Linked DNA regions of Zea mays: region 1 is linked to region 2. A link is a contact called in public Hi-C data. All regions are on one chromosome and are shown on one strand. Each heading gives the region's core, a stretch centred on a gene start, on an enhancer-like site or on the middle of the called end of the contact. The rest is flanking DNA. Distances are from core to core; before and after follow the strand shown.

The links. Hi-C and Micro-C count contacts between places; a contact is called where the count stands out from the background.
Region 1: a contact with region 2 is called in a Hi-C map of root tip, with 3 times the contacts expected there. The contact joins the promoter of LOC100281737 here to the promoter of LOC103627832 in region 2. A contact is called at or near these places in 2 of 25 Hi-C or Micro-C datasets (leaf and root tip).

The regions. Positions count from the first base shown.
Region 1 is chr5:221,063,050-221,065,749 of Zm-B73-REFERENCE-NAM-5.0, forward strand. LOC100281737 (peptide chain release factor 2) reads right to left here and starts at 1,450. Exons shown (of 7, transcript NM_001154657.2): 1 at 895-1,450; 2 at 357-569; 3 at 139-240. The coding sequence starts at 1,251.
Region 2 is chr5:220,915,424-220,918,123 of Zm-B73-REFERENCE-NAM-5.0, forward strand. LOC103627832 (putative protein kinase superfamily protein) reads left to right here and starts at 1,338. Exons shown (of 10, transcript XM_020538722.3): 1 at 1,338-1,776; 2 at 2,569-2,700. The coding sequence starts at 2,699.

The sequences.
Region 1 (2,700 bases), core at 200-2,699, 150 kb after region 2:
AGAAATCACCCATTGAAAACCTCATTAGAAAAGAGCATAAGACAGGCATTACTTTAAGTATAAGGGCTCTAGATGGAGCGGTTAGCTGAAAAATTCTTACAAACATAATGAAATTATTAAGGGAGACACAAAATAAACCTCAATGAAGCAAGAACAAGAGTCATTGTCTCCAGAAAGTAACGCATTAAGTTCTTTCTCCTTTGCACTTCTTCTCATATCAGCTAAAGCCTTCATGCTTTCCTGCACAAAACAGTTAAAATAACAGTTGAAACAGGTAGATGATCAGCACAAAGGATGGAAAATAGATTCGTGCTGTAATTTCAAACTTCATATCATGTAATGAGCATTGTACTCACCATCTCAAGTTCATTATCGTTTTCTTCACGTGCAAGCCGTAGCATCTCAATGTGTTCAATCAATTCCTGCTCAAATTGGTTCACTGACTTAATCTTGCCCATGAGCTCACCCTGCTCACGGCTAACCCTCCCAGCAAAAACTGGGTCTTCCCAGAGGTCTGGCTTCTCCAACACCACAGCCAATTGCTTCGTTCTCTCAAGTATCCATCCCCACTGAACAAATCAAAACAATGCCCAATTCGGGCCGGATAATTTAGCCCAGTTAGCGAGCATAAACACACCCCACACATAAGATGTTCGCTCAAATGCCTAGACGAATCAAGAACTTAACTGCACATACAAATAAAAAAATGCCAAATTCAGACGGGATAAAAACGTTCAGTTAGCGAGCATAAACACACTACGGACATAAGATGTTCGCTCAAATGCCTGAATGAATCAAGAACCTACGAGTAAGATACACATCCTTGCGCAACCATAGAAGTCAATTTGGCCAACGGAAAAACACTGAATTTCGGGTGTCATGTGAATATTGTACCTTGAGGCGCTTTTTGATGACCTTGACTGACTGTGCGACGGCCGCGGCATGGCTGCGCCAGTCGCTCTCGGCTTCGGGAAGAATCGTCCACCCCTTGTCGGCGATTGAGTCTACAGTCAGGCCGTCCGCGGTCATCGGAGCCTCCGCCACCGCCTCCGAGGACGGAGAGGAGAGCCACCGCATCGGAACGCGGAGCAGAGTGGAGTCAGCGGCGTGGGGGAGGCCATCAGTGGGCCCCAAGAGGGACGCCAAGGCAGGGCCACGGGTGAGGAGGCAGGGAGTAATGCCTGGCGTCTTGCGGTGGAGGTGGGAAACGAGGCGCGACGCCGCTGATCTGGTTAAGAGGCGGGAGGCCATTTTTCGTGGGCTTCGAACGTGCTCGCCGCCGCTATGTGGCTCACTTCGCGCACAGGCACAGCCCCTCTATACGGGATAGCTCCTCAGTCCTCACCATCGCCGCCGCGCACGTGGTCGCCGCCGCCACCGCTCGGGACCTGCTGCTTGACTGACTGCCACAGTTATCTGCGAGAGGAGGAATTTGGATGCGCCGCTGCCCGCTGGAGCCCCGCTCGAGTTTTTTTTTTCTCTTCTATTTTTGTGTTTTAAACTATTTCTGAAGATAACATTACTACACCAGAATGATTTTATTCCTAAAATTAACCTGTTTGACCACGTCAATCATTTTACCGCAGCTAAACAATGATGAGAGGATATTAAATCACTTTTTATTCAATTTTAAATAGGTCTTAGGTACTTTTTGGTTCCCTTAGTCACTAGGTTAAATTTTAGTGACTACAGTTTAGTCGCTAAATGTCGGCGTTTCGACCCGGGGTCACCGGACCGACGAGTAAATTGTCGCCGCGTGCCCCAGCCCAGATGGATCGGCGCGAGACGGAGCGCGAAGGGGGGGAAAGCCGGAGGGAGACAGGCATAAAAGGGGAAACCCGCGGCCTTCGTGTTTGTCCCGCGCCCAGGTCGGGTGCGCTTGCAGTAGGGGTTACAAGCGTCCGCGCGGGAGGGAGCGAGAGGCCTGTGCGCGCGCCGTCCCGTCCTTCCCCGCGCGGCCAACCCTCCGTAAGAGGGCCCTGGACTTTCTTTTTATAGGCGTAAGGAGAGGGTCCAGGTGTACGATGAGAGATGTAGCAGTGTGCTAACGTGTCTAGCAGAGAGGAGCTAGTGCCCTAAGTACATGTCGTCGTGGCAGCCGGAGAGGTTTTGGCACCCTGTTCGTGTGATGTCGTGGCTGTCGGAGGAGCGCTGGAGCCTGGTGGAAGGACAGCTGTCGGGGTTGTCGAGTCCTTGCTGACGTCTCCTTGCTTCCGTAAGGGGGCTGAGAGCCGCCGTCATCATGGAGCACGCGGGGCGCCATCATTACTTGTTTTACCGGGGCGAGCCAGATAGGATGCCGGTCTTGTCCCCCGTAGCCAGGGCTAGCTAGGGGTAGGGTAATGATGGCCCCTCCTGTGGCGTGGTCGGTCCGAGCCCTGGGTAGGGCGAGGCGGAGGCTCCTCCGAGGTCGAGGTCGAGTCTGTCTTCCGAGGTCGAGGCCGAGTCCGAGCCCTTGGGTCGGGCGAGGCGGAGTTTGTCGTCTTCCGGGGCCGAGCCCGAGTCCGAGCCCTGGGGTCGGGCGAGGCGGAGTTCGTCGTCTTCCGGGGCCGAGCCCGAGTCCGAGCCCGAGCCCTGGGGTCGGGCGAGGCAGAGCTTCCTATGGCGCCCGAGGCCGGACTTGGCTGCTGTCAGCCTCACTTTGTCGAGTGGCACAACAGTCGGAGCGGCGCAGGCGGCGCTGTCCTCTTGTCAGGCCGG
Region 2 (2,700 bases), core at 88-2,587:
GACTCGGGCTAAGACCCGGAAGACGGCGAACTCCGCTCCGCCCGACCCCAGGGCTCGGACTCGGGCTAGGACCCGGAAGACGGCGAACTCCGCTCCGCCCGACCCCAGGGCTCGGACTCGGGCTAAGACCCGGAAGACGGCGAATCTCCGCCTCGCCCGACCCCAGGGCTCGGACTCCGCCCTGGCCTCGGCCAAACGATCTCCGCCTCGCCCGACCCCAGGGCTCGGACTCCGCCCTAGCCTCGGCCAAACGATCTCCGCCTCGCCCGACCCGGGGGCTCGGGCTCGGCCTCGGCAACGGAAGGCAGACTCGACCTCGACTTCGGAGGAGCCCCCACGTCGCCCTGCCTAGGGCACAGGTCCACCACGTCAACAGGAAGCGCCATCACCAACCTACCCCGAGCCGACTTGGGACACGAAGGACAAGACCGGCGTCCCATCTGGCCAGCTCCGCCGGATGGGCAATGATGGCGCCCCCCAAGCTCTGTGACGACGACGCCTCTTAGCTCTCTTACGGCAGCAGAGCGACGTCAGCAAGGAATCGACCGCTCCAACAACTGTCCCTCCGCCAGGCTCCGTCGCTCCTCCGACAGCCACGACATCACGCCAGCAAGGTGCCAAGACCTCTCCGGCTGCCACATTGGCATGTACCCAGGGCACTAGCTCTCTCTCTCTCCGCTAGACACGTAGCACTCTGCTACCCCCCGTTGTACACCTGGATCCTCTCCTTACGACTATAAAAGGAAGGACCAGGGCCTTCTTAGAGAAGGTTGGCCGCGCGGGACCGAGGACGGGACAGGCGCTCTCTTGGGGCCGCTCGCTTCCCTCACCCGCGTGGACGCTTGTAACCCCCCTACTGCAAGCGCACCTGACCTGGGCGCGGGACGAACACGAAGGCCGCGGGACTTCCACCTCTCTCACGCTCGACTCCGGCCACCTCGCCTCTCCCCCTTCGCGCTCGCCCACGCGCTCGACCCATCTGGGCTGGGGCACGCAGCACACTCACTCGTCGGCTTAGGGACCCCCCTGTCTCGAAACGCCGACACTAGTGTAACCTAGACCCCTAGCACGCCCGTATATATCATCTGACATTGAGTGGATCCACGATAAATCTAACACCTAGATAGGCACTGTGAGTCATATGGCTAACGACCAGAGAGTTGTACTTGTACACACAGTGAGACACTAGTGACGAGGCATGGACATCGCCGTATCCGTACATGACTGGTTCCAGACGCGTGTGCCGCCGCAGTACCCAGCCGCCCAGGCAACGTGACCAGCCGAGCCGAGCCGGAGCGGACGAGCCCCCGGCGTCGCGAGATAAAAAAAGATCGGGAGCAGAAGAGAAGAGAGCAGGAGCAGCCGGGCCTAAACAGAACAGAACAGAAAGGAAAGGAGAGACGCGTGTCCTCCCAGCCACTGCCACCCTCCCCCACCTCTGCCTCTCTCGACCCCACCCGACCCGGCGCGGAACCGGAGCCGCCCGCCCGCCCGCAGCCCCGCCGCGCCCCGAACGGTGCCGACGAGCTCCAGCAGCGCCCAATGGCGGCGGCCTTCCTCGCCCTGGAGCCCCGCGTGACATGATCCCTGGCTTGGCTCCCGAGCAGGGGAATATCCGCGCGAGCACCCCCACCCCCACACCCCAGCCATAGGGCCCCCCAATTCTCGCCTTCCCCACCGCAAATCCTTCTCGACTCCCGTATCTCCCCTCTCCTCCTCCGCCGCCTCGCGCGCCGCAATTGGCGTTGTGCTCGCGTGGACCCAGATCGCCGCCAGGTGCTCCTCTCTCTCGCTCGCTCGCTCGCGCGCGCGCGGATTATCTGAATTGTTTCATGCTCATCACTCGTTTTGTTTTGTCCTGCTTCCGCATCTGTTCGTTCGTTTTGGCTCTTCCCCTTACTCCAGTCCGGGGGAATTCAGGAGGGGGTTGTTTTTGGTACGGAGTGACGGTTTGAGATTTTGCGGTTGGGGGGTCGAGATTCGTGGAAGTCGTGGCATGCGGTTCCGCAGCTTCGCTCCAGGTGCTCCAGCCAGATTGCTGGAGCTCATTCCATAATTCTTCATATTTTGGAGTCTGATCGCAGTCCTTTGATTTCAGCACGCGTGCGTTAGCCTTGCAGCCCTTGCTTGGCCCTTCTAACGGAAAGTTGTTCAGCATGCATCAACGTACTTTGTTTCCTGCGTATCTGGATTGTTGTGGGAATTTAGGTCATTATTTGTGGTCAGTGAAGGCTCACCCTGTGCGGGATCAAATTTGTGGGCTTTCCTTCTCGACAACAGATGACTTCTGCATTTGTTTTTTTTTGGGAACCCTTTATTATTTGTGGCCCTTGTTTTTTTATGGTAAATCGTTGGAGAACTGGGTAGAGGCAGGATTTTCTAAGGTGCAATTCAGCTATTGGATGGAATTGCAAAATACACTACTCCTATATATGTGGTAATAACTCTGTGATTTGGTAACGGAGCTTCGTGTAGATCAGTTACTTGTGTGATGGAGATGCATACTTCACTTTTTTTCCTGCCTTCCTTTAATGCATTAATAACTGTTTTTGTGCCCCCTTTCAACAGGAAGTGTCTAATTGGTGGTGCGCATAGGACTGGCTGGATTTCAATCGTGATAATACTGATATACGGAGACTCATTGCTGATCCAGTGAGCCTATTCGCGCCAACTTGATTACAGCCTTTCTCACACAAGTAT